Regions from separate parts of the Mus musculus genome. Here region 1 is linked to region 2. The links are chromatin contacts, called in public Hi-C maps. All regions are on one chromosome and are shown on one strand. The core of a region is the stretch at or near the end of the contact, and the rest is flanking DNA. Distances in the headings are between cores, read along the strand shown. Region 1 has its middle 24 kb from the start of G930009F23Rik. Region 2 overlaps Gm35248 (a long non-coding RNA gene).

Evidence for each region. A called contact is a pair of places that touch in the nucleus more often than the background predicts.
Region 1: a contact with region 2 is called in a Hi-C map of pancreatic cancer cells, with 1.6 times the contacts expected there. The contact joins two enhancer-like sites. A contact is called at or near these places in 5 of 484 Hi-C or Micro-C datasets (bone marrow-derived macrophages, embryonic fibroblasts, liver and 2 more), 4 of 115 datasets of contacts at active chromatin or transcription factors (the SCID.adh cell line, embryonic stem cells and pancreatic cancer cells) and 1 of 9 other capture datasets (embryonic stem cells).

What each region holds. Positions count from the first base shown.
Region 1 is chr15:38,427,984-38,434,175 of GRCm38.p6, forward strand. No RefSeq gene overlaps it. Among named protein-coding and RNA genes, the nearest start is that of G930009F23Rik, 24 kb to the right of the region's middle. Within about 2 kb of position 3,853, at least 50 of the 459 cell types and tissues checked have an H3K27ac peak or open chromatin away from gene starts, as enhancers often do. A contact at or near this core is called in pancreatic cancer cells, where this site is marked.
Region 2 is chr15:38,321,528-38,327,657 of GRCm38.p6, forward strand. All of the region lies in intron 1 of Gm35248 (a long non-coding RNA gene), which reads left to right. Among named protein-coding and RNA genes, the nearest start is that of Klf10, 24 kb to the left of the region's middle. Within about 2 kb of position 2,589, at least 34 of the 459 cell types and tissues checked have an H3K27ac peak or open chromatin away from gene starts, as enhancers often do. A contact at or near this core is called in pancreatic cancer cells, where this site is marked.

The DNA of each region.
Region 1 (6,192 bases), core at 2,603-5,102, 110 kb after region 2:
CCTAGGAAGGCTGACCTGCACCAACGTGGTTCTTTTGCCTCCTGGTCTCCAGGCTGGGTTTGTAAATAGAGTCAGGGTAGAAAGGAGGGAGGGAAAGAGAGAGGGGGCAGGTACCAGTCTCCCATCTCTTTTCTAGCTGTCCCAAGTGAGTGACTGCAGCCCTCTACTGAGAAGTTCAACACCATGAGGATGTTCCTCTGCACAGCCCTCCCTGCTCCTGGGTCTGGCAGTGGTAGTGGAGCCTCATGGGTACTACATTGGACTTGTGTGTTTCCTTTATTCAACTCAAAATTTATAAATATGTTTTTTATTAAAGTTTCCCCAGTCCACATCTGGTATTGCTAGCAAGTGCCTTTAATCCCATTCACTCAGGAGGCAGGGGCAGGTGGACCTCTGAAGTGGAAATTTCTAGGTTATTTTTGAGACTCAGTTGTGTCATGTGATATTTTTTCTGAAAACTCTTATAAGAAGATGTTTTAGTGAGGTGGACACTTGAGAGAACACATGATATTTGGAAAGAATATAAGTAGAACCCAATAGACAGTGAAGGACACTCTTAGATTGGTTGGTCCTGCAATGTTTCACTGATCTTCAGGGGTCTTCACTGGTCTTCCTAGTCTTCACTTCTCGTGACTTCATGGACAGAAACATGTCAAAGAACTTCCTCCTGGTATTCTGGCTGCTTCTTGCCACTTCCTCGGACTTGTGCCAATTTGGTGGAGCCTGGCAGTTTCTTCTGGAACAAGCTGCTGGTACTGATTCATGTTTGGTGTTTGCTGATTGGACTGGACTGCCGCTATTGATTTGTGTTTGGAATTACCCCCAAAGAATGGTTTCTAAACAGGTTCACATTCCCCTTGTCCTACTAAACATCTTTCTTCCATAACTTTGGTGAGTAGGCTAGAAGGGAGGCTGAAGCATTTAAAAAGTCGTATTCAATTAGGTTTTGGGAAATCTAAGCCTACAGATCTTTATAAATGTGAGGCCAGCCTGGTCTATAGAGAGAGTTCCAGGATAGCTAGGGCTACACAGAGGAACCCTGTCTCAAAATTAAAAAACAAACAAACAAACAAACAAACAAAAACAAAACAAAACAAATCACCTAGCCTAAGTGTACCCTGGGTATAATGCATACTCACGGTTTGTGTTTGTTTTCTTTATGGGGCTGAAGATTAGACACAAGGTCATGTCCATGCTGTGCAAATGATGGATTTGCACTTCTAAAGAGTACTGTACTGTGCATGTTATTTTCTTACTGTTTCATGTATGTTTTTCCACATCAGCAAATACAAAATCAAGCTTGTTCATTTTAATATCTGCTTGTACCTACTAGAAAGCATGCATCCCAGACTGTATGATTGTTCATGATGGATATATAGGTGGTTGCCATTATTTGCCCCAGTGTAAATATTGACACCATGAATTCATATATACATGTAAGTCTGTCTGAACTGGGCTTCATTGGGACAATATTCCTAAGCATACCCAAAGGCTGAAGGGTGCTTCTGAAGTCACATCTCTCTGGGTATAAGTCCTATCTTCTCACTGGGTATGGTGGAGCACACACAAACCCCAGCATTTGGGAGGTGGACACAGGAGGATCAAGAGCTGGAAGTTGCCCTCAGCTACCTCAATGAATCTGAAGCCATTCTGGTCTACATGAGACCCTGCCTTTAAAGAAATATATATAGTCTCCTCTACCAAATGGCCATTGAATGCTGGTTTTACTTAATCCCCAACATCTCCCCCCATCACCTATCAGATATGACAGTACCTTCTCTAGGGCACTTGAGAGGGAGTAGTCAAAGAGCCAAAGATGGAGCCGTGTATATACCCTTCAGCTCCTCCAACTCTCTCAGGTTCAATTTCTCCACCTGTAGGAGTGTTACTTCCCTGGTTGAATGATTCTGAAGATGAACTCACCTAAGGTTACGAAACAATCCATGCATCGTGTTTAGCCCACGTGCCTGTCCCATAGCTGGAGCTCCACCAGATTCTGCCATTAGTGCTCATCGTCTCTATTGCGCTTCGTGTTTTATTACAGGTATTAGGATCATCATAACCTTTATAGAAGTTATATGTTATGTTGATTGTGGCTCTTAACAGCTGAAATTATTTGTTCAGAGTAATCTAGGTAGAAGAGCTCACTTAAATGGACCCTTTAGGCCTAGAAATGTACACAGCAACATGGTGTATTAATTTGTTCCTTGTTATTTTTTGTTGGGGAAATGAACCACAGCTCTTTCCTCAGCTGTAATGTGTGTCTGGGGGCTTATGGGTGAATGGATCTGTTGATGTTGGGGTTTTTTTGTTTTTTGTTTTTTGTTTTTTGTTTTTTTTTTGGTTTTGTTTTTGGTTTGGTTTGGTTTAGTTTTGGGTTTTTGAGACAGGGTTTCTTTATGTAGCCCTGGCTGTCCTGGAACCCTCTCTGTAGACCAGGCTAGCCTCAAACCCAGATCTGTTTGCCTCTGTCTCCCAGTGCTGGGATTAAAAGTGTAAGTCACCATGCCCAGCTGTTTTTTACCTATATTTTATATCTATATTTTTATTTTACTAATTTGTTTTTGAGACAGTGTTTCACTATATAGCCCTGGAAGTCACTATCTAGATCAGACTGTTCTTGAACTCACCGAGATCCACCTGCCTCTGAGTTTGAGTGCTGACATTAAAGGTGTGATCCCTGATATCAGGCCTTTATTTTTATTTATGTGGGTGTCTATGTCCATATAAGTCTATGCCAAGTATGTGCCAGTGCCTGTGAAGACCAGAAAAGGGTGTTATAGGAGGTTGTGTGTGGTTATAGGCGGTTGTGTGTGGCCCAAGGAGGATGGAACTAAACTCAAGTTCTCTGAAAGAGCAGAAACCACTCTTACCTGCTAAGCTATCCTTTCAACCCATTTTGATTTTTAAAAAAGATTTATTGAAGATATTTATTTTGTGTGTATGTATGCATGCATGTATCCACACACATGCATGTCACAGAGCACATGTGAAAGTCAGGTCTCTCCTTCTATCCTGTGAGTCAAGGGGATTGTACACAAATCAAATCATCAAGCTTTGTGGCAAGTGTCTTAACCACTGAGCCACATTGCTGGTCCAAGTCGTATTGCTGTGATGACTATTTCTATAAAGATGAACACTTGTGATTTTCACTTTCTTCTATCTGGCTCTTTGCTCCTCCCATAGACTCAGTCCTGTAAGGGCTAGCAGAGAGCATAAGGGAAAGGCTTCTGCCTATAATCCTTGAACCCTGAGAGTTATACATATTGGGTTGGAACTAATGTCATGGGGTGTTATGAATTGCCTTGTAAACCAGGCAGAGTATTTGTGGGGGGCTTCAAATAAGCCCATGAAGGGAGTCGTTGTTGCTGGAAAGATGCCTGTATTTCTCAGAGCTCATGCCTCCATCAGAGACTTATTAGTTTTGGTTGGTTGGTTTTAGGTTTTTGGTTTTTGGGGACAGAGTTTCTCTGTGTATCCCTGGCTGTCCTGGAACTTACTCTGTAGATGAGGCTGGCCTCAAACTCGTAGATCGGCCTGCCTCTGCTTCCTGCCTTCTGCCTCCTGAATGCTGGGATTAAAGGCCACCACTACCACCTGGCAAGACTTACTAGTTTTAACCACAGCTGCGACAATAAATCTAGAGACCTGCAAACATATTGCCTAACTTCGTCTGTCAGTACCCAGGCTGTCTGAAAACCTTTTGATAGAACTTGAATCTATTTAGGCCAGCTTCCCAGCCCAGGGTTCTGTCCAGACAGCATTCACCAGGAAGCAACAGGCATGAGAACGCAGTCTATTGCCCACTAGGGTAAAAGCCACTGGGCCAGATGTCTCACCACGTGGACCACAGAGTAGAGCAAGGCAAGGGGTGGGGCACTGTCCACCCCACCTTGTCCCTGGCACACAGGGGTGCCTGATCCACAAGTCTGTTTGCCCTGAGAAACTGGGACCAAGCCAAGGGATACTCAGCCAGCACAAACAGGTAACAAGATCCTGCCTGCTCTGCCATCCAGTGGTAGCAAGCTGCTTACCTTCTGGTTATAGTAGCTCCTAGGCTCTGGTGTGCATTAGCTCACCTGACAAGAAGGGAAGTGGGAATTGAGAGAGGCAGATTCCTAGGCTCATACTCAAAGTTCTGAGACTGTGGAAGGAACTCACTTCAGGAAGAAGCAAGAGTCGGTTCAGACCACAATCTATTGGCCAGATCCCCCAGTGGATGTCATTAAAATACAGCCATTAGAAGTCAGGTGAGATAGGCCTGCAGGTGCAACAGTGGTGTCAGAGAGGGGTGCCCAAACCAACTGGATTGATGCTCACTCCACAGGAGGGAAGGCATGTGTAGCGCTGTAAACTTGGCCAAAAGTCTGTGACTGGAGAGATCATAGCTCTAGTGGGAAGCTGCTGTTATTGGTGCTAAATGGACATGGGTCTGTCAGACAGCCTTCTAAATCACTCTATGTATGCACATAGACTAGTGCTGCTGGCTGCTTTGGTCAGAGAGATTTCACAGTGGTCAGCAGTGACCACAAAGGCTGGTGTCCAGTCATAAATGGGGTGTCTGTGTCATCCCTTCCAAAGCTTGAGCACCATCTCAGGAGAAAGACCGAGAAGCAGAGGAGGTGAGCGAGGTGTGGGGCATGGATCTCCAGACATGGCATGGCCACTGCATTTTCAAACTCATAGCTGTGATTTCCTGCACAAGACCTTTGTGAGTCTGGTCCACAAACACCCTGCAAAGGAAGGGAGAGGGGACCCACTGGTCCCTAAACGGTTGATGAGAGAAGAAGAAGTAGTGTCCTCAGTAGTGTGGAAGCCACTGGTCAAGTGTTTCTGTATTCATCAGTGGAGCACACATCCATGCATGCATGTATGCATGTCCCCCTGAAGCCATGCCCAAATAGCCATAGATCTGCAGCCTCAGGTCTTCACTTTCCGTGTTGGGAGAACGGCTGGCTGCTCTTCCCCAGCTTCAGTCCAGTGGCAACTGGTCTCCCATGTCTAGTTTCCTGTCTCCCCTGACCTATGTCATACCTACTGGAACAGAGCTTCCATGAGAGCAGGGCCCTTGCTGTGTTCTCTGCAGCCTACCAGCGATTGACATGGTGCCCAGCACACAAAATGATATTATTTTGTTCCCACTTAGTTAACTAACGCAGGTGAATATAATGGTTTTTTTATGGAGGAATGAAGCTTGGGAACATGGATTGCTCAGCAGGTACAGACAGGGCCCTTCCTGGATTGCAAGGATCCCAAGGATTGCAAACAATACCGAGAAGCAGTAGATGCTGGTGAGGGTGTGAGCAACTGAGACTGTATACTTTGTTCCTGGGATTAAATGCTTCAGGTGCTTTGGAAAACAGTGTGGCAATTTCTCAATACATTAAATGTAGAGTTATCACACGACACCCAGGAAATGCAGACCGTGAGGAATTAAAGTAGGCATGCAAGCAAAAATTGCACACTAAACAAAGTTTATGAAAGTGCTTAACACACAAGCCAGACAACCTGAGTCCAATCCGAGGAACTCACAGCAGGAGAGAACTGGCTCCTGAGAGCTGCCTCTGACTTCTCACCTCCTTACATGCACCACATGCCCTCACCCACACTTACACAAGTACATCACACACGTATTACAACAAAAAGTAAACAAATAATAAACGTATGCTGTAGCTGCCAGCAGCCACGGGTTACTGGGTTCCTGAAAGGAAAGCTGGGGTTTTGGATGGGAAAGGCTGAAAGAGAAATAACGAGCCAAGACAAGTTCTGATCAAGACCAATATTTACTTATGAGTCCCAGCTTATAAAGGGGAGGAACCCATCCCCCTCCACGCCAGGATCTCATTGCTTTGTCAGCATAGCTGTTTTGTCAGGATAGTGTCAGGAGAACAAGTTCAGCATCTCAGCAGATAGTGGTGTCTTGGAGGAAAGCTACAGATGTGGCAAGACAATAGACTTTACCTAAGTTTGAAGACTCCACCTTAGGTGGGCTAGCTGGCTGTGGCAAGAAGATCCTTCCTTTTTATTTATTAAAAATAGCTGGATTAGAGCATAAAATTTACTTATGCCTGGGAATTATGGTGGCTGGTGGCTGCGCCTGTCTTAGGACTGAATCTAATTGGACTTTTTCTGACCCATCTCGGTGCACACATGCAGCTTGTTTGTGTTTATTTGCACAAACACTGCATTTTA
Region 2 (6,130 bases), core at 1,339-3,838:
CCCTTCTGTCCCCCTTTCCTTCTCTTATCTTGAAGTACTTGGTGTGGATTCCATGGCCTTAAGCATACTAGGCAAGTGTCCTACCATTGAATTTATATCCTAGCCCCCAAATAGCAAATGAAGGTTTTGTTTTTCTGTTTTGGAGTCTTATTATAGAGTACAAGGAGGCCTTGAACTTGCAATACTCTAGCCTTAGCCTCCCAAATCCTGAGATTACAGATTTGTACCAACAAGCCTGGCTCCAAAATCAGGCTCCTCCTTTTCCTCCTCCTCCTCCTCCTCTTCTTCCTCCTCCTCTTTTTCCTCCTCCTCTTCTTCATCCTCTTCATCCTCTTCTTTCTCCTCTTCCTTCTCCTCCCCCTCTTTGTCTTCTTCTTCGTGATATAGGGTTTTTCTGTGTGTAGCCCTGGGTATCCTGAAACTTGCTCTGTAAACCAGGCTGACTTCAAATTCAGAGATCTGCCTTGCCTCTGCCTCTTAAATGCTGGAATAAAAGGTGTGTATCACTACTGCCCAGGTCAAAATCGGGTTTCTAAACTCCACTGTTGGGTCTCGGCTGGAAGCTTCCTCTTTGGAGCTCACAGCTACTCCCAAATCTCCCAAGCCTCAATGAGAGTTGCTGAGCCTAGGAGACCGTAAACTTGAGACATACAGATATAGACAGACCCCTCCTACAAATCCAGAGGTCATTGATCTGGGTGGGAAACCTGGCAGGTCAGTACTATTCTTGTGACTCCTCAGGGGTCTTGATACTGGATCACATATGGAGCCAATGGGATAGGTGGTTGGAGGCCCTTTATGTTGGACCTCTACCAAGAACAGACTCTTGCTACTCTGGACTCAGTGATCAAACTGCTTACACATGGTATGTATCCCTGGAACACTGAGGCTGGCAGTTGTCTTTCAGTCATTTGGCAAGTAAATGTGTAGTGTGCTGTGTCCCTGGACTGTACCTAGGATTGGGCCCTCCCCACAGAGCAGACGCCTGCTTCCAGGAGCTTACTGTCTGGTGAAGGTGTGTCAGGCCCCTTCACTGTACCCAGCCTCCTCCATTTCTTTCAGTGTCAAGAGAGCTGAGCTCCCTAGACCACTAGTCTCTTTCACCGCAAGTTTGCCGTCTGTGCTGCGTAGTTTTTGTGTCAACTTGACACAGGCTAGAGTAATTTTGGAAGAGGGAACCACAGTTCAGGAAAATGCCTTCACCTGGCCTGTGGTCCATTTTCTTGATTGTTGATTCATGTGGGTGGGCCCAGTCCACAAGGGGTGGGGCCACCTCTGGGCTGGTCCCAGATGCTAGAAGAGAACGGGCTGAATAAGCCGTGCAGAGGAAGCCAGTAAGCGGCACCCTCCATGGCCTCCACATCACTTCCTGCCCTGACTCCCTTCCATGATGGTCTGTGATGTGGAAGTGAGATGAATCCTTTCCTTCCCAGGTTTCTCGTGGTCGTGGTATCTTACCATAGCACTAGAGAGCAAAGTGAGACACCCATTTCTAGATACACTCTCTGCCTGGTTTGCCCTTACACCCAGTCAGTTACCCACACCTTTTGTCTTAGTTCATACTCAGTAGTAAACTGTTCAATACATGTATTTCTTAACTCATCAAACGTATCCAGAGTGCTTTCTATTTGCCAGGCTTGGTTGTCATCACCAGGGCTTTGAAGAAGGTAAGGCAGGTAGGAGTCCGAGGTACAAAAGTTACGGAGACATTTGCGCCAAGGATCATGCAGTACTGTCACAGGGCCAGCCACGGGTCCTCCCCAACTTGAGCACCCTAGGGATTTGAAGGATGTAAATCTCTCTGTTTGCCTGTGATCTTCCTTCCCAGCTGGGTGACACAGCCGGACTCGATTCTGTCCCTTCCTCTTTGCTGTGTCACACTCACAAGCATTCTGCCTCGTCTGGTGTTTTTTCATAAGTGTGCCCCTGCCCAGCTGCCTGGGAATCCCCGGGCACTTTTTAAATGCAGCCTTCCTAGTCCCACCTAGTAAGTTCACTTCTGGGAAAATGGAATTCAATGGCAGCTATCACTGACAAAGTTTTTTTAGGGAGGGAGGGGGGACATGGAGCAGAGCCGCAGACACTGCTAACTCTGACCAATAAGGGAAGAAGAAGATAGGGGCAAGAAAGGCCTTCCCATGAGAGGACTGGAAGAGTAGACACTGAAGGGGCTGTCTTCAGGGGCACGTGTTTATCGCTGTAGGAAAGTGACTGGCACCTTCGCTGGGCCTGTCGCTGGGCTTTCTTAGCCCTCCCCAGGTCGTCTGCACTGCTTGCTCAGGGAGCTGTAGGTGGTACTGTCAATAGCCTTACAGAGGGGTGCAGGTCTCTGTGGAGTGAGTGGTTAGATGGGTGTGTCTAAGGGCAAATGAGGCCCGTGGGAGGGCCTCTACACCTGCTCAGCTTGGCCTCCAAGGCAGGTACCTGACATTTTCACTTGCTTCATATGGTACCCCGCAAAGATGCCCACATACTTTGGGGTGTCAGATGCATGCTCTTTAGTGGTGATCACCACGGAATGGGACGAATCAATTGTGTGAGTCACCAGTAAGCCCGGTTTTCAGGGTGGAGCATACCTCTGATTTCCCAACTCCTCATTCCCTTGGCAGCGTGAGCGTGAGAGCCGTCTGGCTGGCCCTCCACGCCCAGCAACTCACCGGAGAGCTCGAGGTGGGTGCACAGCTGCTTTCTCAGCTTGCTCTGAAAGTCTGGTAAGAGTTGTGACAGCAAGACAGAGGACAGAAAACTCAAAGCCTGGCCTAGGAGGTAATGTGGGGTAGCCTCAACACCTAGGTCCTGTGTAGCTTCGGCAGCTCAGTCCCTGTCTCAGTGTCTCTACACAGCACACTATTGAGGGAGGACTTCCTCAGCAGGTTGATCAAGCTGAGTTAATTATAACTTGTTCTGTTGTGAGCGCAGAAGGCTGCCATCTTCCCTATGTACCAGTATCACCTGTTGATCTTGTTAAAACAGATGCCCACCCTGTGCCCTTAAGAAAGGGAGATGACAGACCCAGAGTGTTATCAGCTTGTAACTTGTCCATCTCTCCTGTCTGTGCCTCAGGCCCACCTCAGATGGTATTTCTACCCACACTGGGCCCAGCCCTTCAAGAGCGAGCCTCAGCGTCCCTGGCTCCTTCTCCAACCCTGCCCTTCCTCCAGGGCCTTCACCACCACTGCACCAAATCCCATTCCTATGAGTATCCAACAGGACTGTGCGGCTCTGAACCCCAACTGACCGGGCAAGAAGTGTGCCCCGGGCCTTAACCAGAGCAACTCATGGGAGCTTGATTTCCACTTGAATCAAAAGAAATGGTCACAGACACACACCTCAGGCTGAGGCAGGAGGGTTGCTGTGAGTTTAAGGCAGTCTGAATAATATTGTGAGTTCCAAGCAAGCCTGGATTGCAGACTAAGCATACAAAACAAACAAAAAACAGCAACACAAAAAACCCCAAAACAACAACAAAAAAACCCAAACAACAACAACAAAAATTTAAGAAAGAAAGGGATGTGGGGGGAGTTAGGGAGAAGAAAAAAGGCCACGGTTCACCACGTCTTCTGATGGCAGATCCAGCAATCTGGGCATACACAGTAAAAGTCACCCTTTCCTTTGGTAAGCCAGGTCCTACACACAGCCACGACCTGCACAACTGTGAGTGGCAGCCGTCCGTACCTATGCTTCCTACCCAGCGCATTCAGCCTTCTTACCGTAGGTACCCGGCCTGCAACTTCCTCTTAGTAAGGTCAAGGACAGACCAGTTGTAAGTCGTAAAGCATCAAGATCTTCCAGGGAGGGATTGGAGTTCTTTGGCTCTGTGTGCATTTTTTGCCCTGCCCCAGAGCGATGGGCAGCCAGGCTTTTCTGCCCACCGTGTGAACAGGCTCTGCTGGGGTACCTCTTCGCTGCTTTTGTTATATTGTTACTATGTATTTTACAGCTCTGCCTACTAGACCGCCGACACATTTAGAGCAGAGTCCCTCATTTGGTCATCTTTGGAGTGGCAGTGACCAGCACCACACCTGGCACGGAGAGTAGGCAGTAAATATTTGGAAAATGACTGAAAGAAGCCATGGAGAGCTCACGTCTGGTTTGGTGTGTATGTGTGTGTGTGTGTGTGTGTGTGTGTGTGTGTTTATCACACTGAATGCTAGTGACCACCCTGGATGAGCTTGGTCTGAGGTGCCCTGGTCCCTGGTGGTTATCATCTGGTTACAAAATATGTTAAGGATGATGAACATGTCACACAGGAGCCCCCCCCCCCACTTGCCTTGACCTGTCTCAAGCTCAGAGAGTCACTCACCAACTAAGAGTTGCCATATCACATGGAGTCACTGTCCACCTTGGGGTAGCCTCTAAGAACCTCCTGTCCTAGGCTCACGAAAGCATCATCAGTATGAGTCTATGGGCAAATCCTTACCAGAGAAAACCAATATTTACAGTGGAAACTGACTGGTAAATACTTGATATCAAGTTTATGCAAATTGAGTAAGCACCAATTAAGTTCATACACTATAGCTCCAATAAACAAACAAACAAATGCCACCACTTTCCAGTGGCGTTGTATAGGCCTTATCGCTGGAGACTGCCTGCGCCCCATCTAGGGCAGTTAGGAAGCTCCAGGTCCTCTAACAACAACAGTGAATGGAAGCATGTTAGCAGGCAAAGCCATGGTGCAACGGATGTGGGTGACCAGAGGTGACCAGAGACACCCTGACCCACTTCTTCACAAACCGTGTGACTTGGGACAAGTGGACATGTTTGAGCCTCCATTTCTTCATCTGTGAAAAGAGTTGGGGGAGTAATTGTTAGCTCACGCGGACGCTGAGAACATGAAATCAAGTTGCACCATGAGAAACAAATGTAAGGGAGGGAAGTTGCTGTACCCAACCGGGTGAGCAGCAGGCGCTGTTCCTGAGGGTGTTTGTGGTTAAATGTGGTAACACAGACATGGAGGCCAGCAGGTTCCAGCTTGTCCTTCATCTTCTCCTTCTGATTACTAAAACTGCAACTATAGCATCCCCAGGCCCACCTTCAGACTCTGGGTGTCATATGCACATAGTCAGAACTTGCACAGGTCACAGGCCACCAAGGTTGCATGCCTCTTCATTCCAGGCTAACCCACAATCTAACAGTGGAACATTTAAAGAAATGTTTGTAGAATGAATGGGTGTGAAAACAGATATCTTACTCTCTTAGGAGTGGAAAGGGGCCGGGCGTGGTGGCACACGCCTTTAATCCCAGCAGTTGGGAGGCAGAGTTAGGCGGATTTCTGAGTTCAAGGCCAGCCTGGTCTACAGATTGAGTTCCAGGACAGCTGGGGCTACACAGAGAAACCCTGTCTCGGTAAAAATAAATAAATAAATAAATAAATAAATAAATAAATAAATAAATAAAATAAAAATAAAAGGAGTGGAAAGGGACCAAAATCACCAAGTGGACACTGACAGGGTTTTAAATACCAGAGTGATGCTAGATCTCTGGCCACGGGCATTTATGGGCACCCTGTAGCTGTTGCTTGTATGTTGAAGAGTCTGTACATTTTAAACAATTCATTAAAACACTTTAAAATATTAGTGCAAGGCCAAAATGTTTCTCAGTGGTACAGTATATGTTAAGTTTCCCCAAGGACCCTGGTTCAAACCCCAGCACTTCCTCAATTAAAAAAAAAAAAAAAAGCCGTATCCCCTTATCCTGTGTCCCTTGTCACAGGAAAACATCCTGACCTGCCTTAGCACCTTGCCTGTTCTTAGTGACCTCACCTGGCCCCCAGAGGTTTTTCTGTTGCTGTCACTCACTTTCCGGGCTTGGAGGCAGTCATGGAAAATAGGTAAACTCAAAACCAAGGCTTGACAGAACCAACTTTGAAAAGAGAGATGGTGTGTGCTTGGTTTTGGGTGTCCCTGTCTGTCAATTATGTGGGTCACCCATGTACCTGGTCCCCTGAAGAGAGCCCTAGTCAACCATCATGTCCTTGCCTGCGCAGTGGCTTCTGTCTCCCCTCACCTTCTGATACTTACTCATCGTTTAAGACCTAACCCAGGTGCCGTCCTTTCCGGGAGGTCTCTGTGAGTCACCACACTGCATGGTGAGGCATTACTCCACCTGTGACATTGGTTCCAGAATGGGC